Regions from separate parts of the Anas platyrhynchos genome. Here region 2 is linked to region 1. Evidence: chromatin contacts called from public Hi-C data. All regions are on one chromosome and are shown on one strand. The core of a region is the stretch at or near the end of the contact, and the rest is flanking DNA. Distances in the headings are between cores, read along the strand shown. Region 1 overlaps LOC113845356 (a long non-coding RNA gene). Region 2 holds the start of TOP3B (DNA topoisomerase III beta).

Region 1 (2,767 bases), core at 128-2,627:
CCCCGCTCTGGCCCCAAAGTCCCCTCCCACCACCCCTTTCCCTGGGCCCCAGAGGTCCCGAAAGGGACCGCGGGGACCACCTGAAATGGAAGGCAGGGCCACCCACTCGGCCATCCCGGCTGCTGTCAGCCCCCAGCTGATCCCTCACAAAGCGGAGAGATTTAACGCCCCCGTCCCTTGCTCCTTTCCCACGTACCTCCGGGAACGGCTCTGGGGAAGGGCCGGGGGCCGTGCCCAGCCCCGCTCCACCGCCCGACCCCGCTGCGAGCCGCGGGCCCGGCCACGCTCGCCGGGCAGAGGCGAGAGCTTTGCCGCGGGGAGGTCAGCGGGAACAGAGCCCCGGCCCCTTTGTGCGGCGCCCTGCTTCGCACAGCGCTGGTTTTCGGGCTGGGATCAGGCGCGGAAACAGCAAGTGTGGCTATGTATCTCCTCCCATCCCTCGGTGGGTGTTTACAGCGTGATGTAAAATAGGCACCCTTCAAACCTCTCGGGACTCGTGCTATTTAAAATGGAGACACGATGGGTTTCTCCAGTTTCAGTCACCGTGTGAGCTTTTTAAACACAAGGCCATTTTGAATCCTGTGCGATAGCATCGAAAATACACCCATTACTCAGGACCTGAGTCACCACAATAGCACAATTATTTGTCACAAGTAACGTCTCCGCACCATTACTTGCCTATCTAACAAGGCTCGATATTTCACAACTTTCCCCTTAACTCGATGGGCACATAGGATTAGTTTTTCCTGCTGTGGCTGTCTTCTCTCCGTGAAGAATACCCCCAAAAGAAAAGACCCTATAAGCAATATTGCACTACTACCCTGAGCACAAAAGCAGAGGCAATATTGATAGGGTCTCATCCTTAAGGTTAGGAAGCTGGACAATGTGTCTTGCGGCAGGTGACTGGAGGGAGCTTCATTCCATGCCTGCAAATGGGGAAGGGGTAAAAAGTTAGAAAGCAGCGCACTGCCCTGTGCATCGCAGCACCCTGTGCTCCTGGGAGGCTGGGGTGCAGCAGCAGTAAACCTCTGGCCCCACAGAATCGGTTTGGGGACACCGTCCCTTTCTCCCAGGACGTCTGTAACACCAGTGTGGATTTTACCCAGGTTTCTGTACCTCTGTCCCCAGTTCTCACCTTCTTCTTGCGTGTGAATTTCTCCTTTATTAATAAACTCAGTCAATTAGCTGCCTGAGCTGGTAGGGGCTGGGAAGCACTATTTATTTGGTTAATTGATAGTTGTATTTTGAACCTCTTAGTAATAGGCATCGAGCCCTCGGAGAACTTCCTTTCCAGGGCTGTCCTACTTGGAGAGCCCAGTGTTTGAAAATATCCCTCCCTTCATTGGAAATCACGGGATTAAGTACACACCAAAAATTAGAAAGCGAAACAGGATCTGCAGGGCTGGCTCTCCAGCACTGACTTCACGTTAACGCACACAGATCAGACGCTGTTTGGAGACGCACGCGTGCTGTGCCCTAGCTGGTTTTGTTCAGCTTGTTCTCCTCCTGCCCCCTCCCTGGCACCTTTTCTGTCCTAGGCTGGAAGGCGCGATCTTCAGCTGGGGCTGAGCACAGCAGCGGCCCCAGGGAGGGGCTGAGGCACCTCCAGCTTTGGGGCTGCTTTGCCAGCAAGGCTCTTCCTCTGCAATCCTGCTCCCAGTGAACCTGCCCCAGCACCTTCCTCACGTAGGAACACTTGAGAGTCCAGAGGAAGATGAAGGAAACTTCATTCCCAGGCCATCCCAAACCAGTTCATGATTTTGACACTTTAAGCTTCTCTTTCCTCAGCCTGCTTTCCAGTGGATTAAATAAGAGTGTAATGGAGAGACAATCCCCTAATTCATGGATTCCTGGCTAATTTATGCATACCACATTGATCTGGTTTTTGCCATTAGAGATCCCTGGCGTTTGGCATGCTGGTGTGAGGCAGCCCTGCATCCCCTTTGATGTTGCCTGACTTGCCCAAAGCAGCTGAAAACCGAGGACATGCCAAAGAAAAGAGAACAGGGGAAGCTCCATTAATTGTTTGTTTTTCTAATGGACTGATAAACAAAATCTCCAGTCTCCCCCAACCCCTCCCTATCCCTGTCCTTTGTGATGCTTGTTGGAAGCAAACAGGAATCTTTCTTCCACGTTATTTATTTGTATTAACCTTTGCTCACGCTAATTAAGAGGCCATGTTCACAGAGATTGCTGTAAGCAGCTCAGAATGAGTTTTTATCAAACTTTGGTATTCTTGTTACCTTGGCAAACCCTCACGTTTAACCCTGCCACTCTGCTTCTCAGCAATCCCTGCAACCTAGACATCCAGTTGGACTGAGAACAAAAAAAAATGCAGCTAGGCTCTGCCTTACCTTTCCATCTACTCCCGTCCAGTCTCTATTTTGCTTATGTTTACCATGTGTTTTCCACTCTTCAGCCTCGATGTTATTTCAAACAAGACTTATGCTTAACACACACAATTTAACTTCTCCAGTGGCCCAAAGACAAGCCCACTGGTGAGCGTACAGTCGAAACATACAATTCACACATCGAGTGACGTTGCTAATGCACCAGTAGTGGTGGGGGGAAAGCACGGCTTGACAATTTCTACACAACTTAAGAATTTCAGCAGTTGCAGAAGCTACAACTGGCAGGAAGGAGTAAGGGATGTAATTAGAGACGTCAGCCACGAGTTAAAGTCCAAGCAAAGGCAATTAAGATACTATGCCTTTATGCTTCTGGATCTGCACTGAGAGCCTAGACGTGTCTCAAGAATTTCCTTATC
Region 2 (2,767 bases), core at 172-2,671, 57 kb after region 1:
CGGGGCCTGGCAGGCGCCGGCAGGCCGCTCTGCCCACCGACGGGCTGTTTAAAATAAAATAAAATAAAATAAAATAGCAGCTAGAGGCACAGAAGGGCTGAGGGTGGCGGGGACCTCTGGGGCCGTCTGGTCCAACCGCTGCTCCAGCAGGGGCACCCAGAGAAAGGTGCCCAGAGCTGTGCACACGCAGCTCTGGGAGATTTTGGAGGAAGGAGACGCCACAGCCTCCCTGGGCAGCCTGTGCCAGGGCTCTGGCACCTGCATGGCACAGACGTGCTGCTGGCGGTCAGGAGGAAGCTCTCGCCTTTCAGTTCGTACCCATCTCCTCTACCCATCGTCAGAGTAACACGCTGTAGGTGACCCTGCTTGAGCAAGGGGGGTTGGACCAGATGATCTCTGGAGGTCCCTTCCAACCTCAACCATTCTGTGATTCTGTGATCTGGGTCTGCTCAGCACTGACCCTGGAGACAGCGATGGGGCAGCCTGGCACACAGGCCTCCTGCTGCCGTGGTGAAAGCATCCTCAGCATGAGAGGTGGAGAGGGAGAGGAAGAGGCCATGAGGGCGAGCACCCAGGGCAGCACCAGAAGTCCCGTACCTATGCTGATCTGTGGTTTGACCCTAAATGAGCAATAATGTGTTAATTCCCCACATTTGGTGTGCAGGCCAGCTGTGTGTTACACACACGTCTGGTTTGGCAGCATGTGTCTCCTCAGCGTCCATAGAAGGAGGCCAGACTGCTTGCACCTTGCAAAGCACCCAGGCTGACATGGGATGCACCATTTGGTGCAAGTCTGGTGACAAAACTGCTCAAAAAGCGTGGTAGCACTCTTTGGCTCCAAAGCTGTGTCAAATAGCCCTTACAGAGATGACGCAGGAACCAGTGCCTGCCTGTTTGTGTGGGGACCCAGCTGGCATGGGGCAGGCCGGGAGTGTTCACATCGAGGGTGTGCAGGTGGGAGACTGTGGAGCTGCAGTGTTCGCTTCTGGGGAGCGGGAGGAGACTGGTACGGAGGTGTCTGTCAGAACAGCACATGGGCCAAGGAGAGCTGTGTATTGCCTGGTCAGCAGGGACTCCTTTGGCTGGGTTGGTCTTGGTGTGTCCCGTTAAACCAGCTACATGTGTGTGTAGAAGGAGAGCAGAGCGCAGGGGCCCCCAGCACCCAGTCCCTCAGCCCCGCTCAGGAGAGCCCTGGCTGCCCCTCGCAGGTAAGCACAGGCCCGAGTTTGCACGTGTGTTGCGTGTTAAAGAAGAAAAGAGGCGTTGGATTTTGTACAGGGCTTTTAGTAGAGGAAATTGAAAAATATGTATCTGACATATCTGAAGACTCGGTTCCAACTCGCCTCCTGATTATTCCAGCTGCTCCCCAGATGTCAGAGGGAACCAGGCACCGAAACAGAGGAACGCATTTGTTTTAACAGGTCCTACCTTCAGTCATGCTAAAGAACAAAGAGCCCTGAGTTTGTCTCGGCTTTTCTTCCACTGGTAACGTGCACATCTACTGACCGCCCCCCAGCCTGCCCGCAGGTGAGCCGTTTCCCTTCACACAGGGCGGGACGCGCGGGCTGGGGCTGCCGGGCCCCGCCGCTCCCCCGCTCCGCCAGGAGTCGCTGCCGCGGGGGGCGGCCCCTTCCCTTCCCTTCCTTCCCTTCCCCTCCCATCCTTTTCTTTTTCTTTTCCTTCCCCTTCCCTTCCGGAGCCGTGCCCCGGCAGCGCAAGGGGGGCCGCGGCCTCCCGCCCAGGTGCGGGGCGCCCCTCGCAGCGCCTCAGCGCTCCCCGAGCCCTCAGCGCCCCCCGCCGCCATTTCTCGGCCCGGGGCGCCGGAGCCCCGCGGAGCTGCGAGGTGTGTGTGAGGTGTGTGTGAGTGTAATCGCGGTTATGTGCTGCTCGACATGGTTTTGCAGCACGCCCGCACTGTGTTTTCTCCCCTCTAGGCCAACAGCGGGTTGTCCCCCGTGAGCTGCGTGCTGTGGCTGCAGGAGGCTGCACCGAGCCGCCGGGCGGTGCGGGGCTCGCCGGCCGAAGATGAGGACCGTGCTGATGGTCGCCGAGAAGCCTTCGCTGGCTCAGTCCATCGCCAAGATCCTTTCCAGGGGTAGGAGAGAAAATAAATTGGTTTCAGGCCTTCTCTTCTGCCAGGCTTCACGGGAGGTGAAGTGAAGTTTAGATGCACCCAGGTCGGCTGCTTGGTCTCTGGGGCAGCGCTCACCTGCGAGCAGTGCCTTAGCACAGGTTGCAGCTCTGGCAATAACTGTGTGGTGCTCCATTCTCTTCATTTTATTCTTTTTATTTTAATGTGCTAGTGACTGTTCAATTTTATAACTGGAATCTTTGTAGCTGTAGCGTATTGTGGTGCACGTGCTTTCTGGAAAGTGCCAACCAAGCACCTAGTTGCTTTTCAGGGATTTTTGAAGCTATGGCAAATGTTTTATAAATCGTGTGGAGAACAGAATGAGTTAATTGTTATCTGGACTGACACAGAAAACGGGTTGTATTTACGTAAGAAACTCCTGGTGGGAGGGAAAAAGTAAAGGAGATTCTGAATAGTTTTGGTGGAAAACGAAATCTGTTAGAAAAAGTTCTAAAGTGATAATTGACTGGAAAAAAACTCAATCGGAGAGTAGAATTTTGTGACCAGGAAGACCCTAGCTGTCAGACCTAGAAAATAGGGAAAAAAAATAACAAGAAATAATGGTTATTTCATTGGGTGATTGGTGTTTGTTTTAAATCCCATTGATATTTATGATCTTATTCCTACAGGAAACAT

Evidence for each region. A called contact is a pair of places that touch in the nucleus more often than the background predicts.
Region 2: a Hi-C map of skeletal muscle shows a contact between it and region 1, with 4 times the contacts expected there. The contact joins the promoter of TOP3B here to the enhancer-like site in region 1. A contact is called at or near these places in 4 of 8 Hi-C or Micro-C datasets (liver, skeletal muscle, small yellow follicle and 1 more).

The regions. Positions count from the first base shown.
Region 1 is chr16:9,991,849-9,994,615 of IASCAAS_PekinDuck_T2T, forward strand. LOC113845356 (a long non-coding RNA gene) reads right to left here. Exons shown (of 3, transcript XR_005269759.2): 2 at 1-926. Among named protein-coding and RNA genes, the nearest start is that of SDF2L1, 15 kb to the left of the region's middle. Within about 2 kb of position 1,378, at least 1 of the 8 cell types and tissues checked has an H3K27ac peak or open chromatin away from gene starts, as enhancers often do. A contact at or near this core is called in subcutaneous adipose tissue, where this site is marked.
Region 2 is chr16:10,049,145-10,051,911 of IASCAAS_PekinDuck_T2T, forward strand. It overlaps TOP3B (DNA topoisomerase III beta), which reads left to right and starts at 1,422. Exons shown (of 18, transcript XM_072024258.1): 1 at 1,422-1,527; 2 at 1,935-2,095; 3 at 2,761-2,767. The coding sequence starts at 2,026.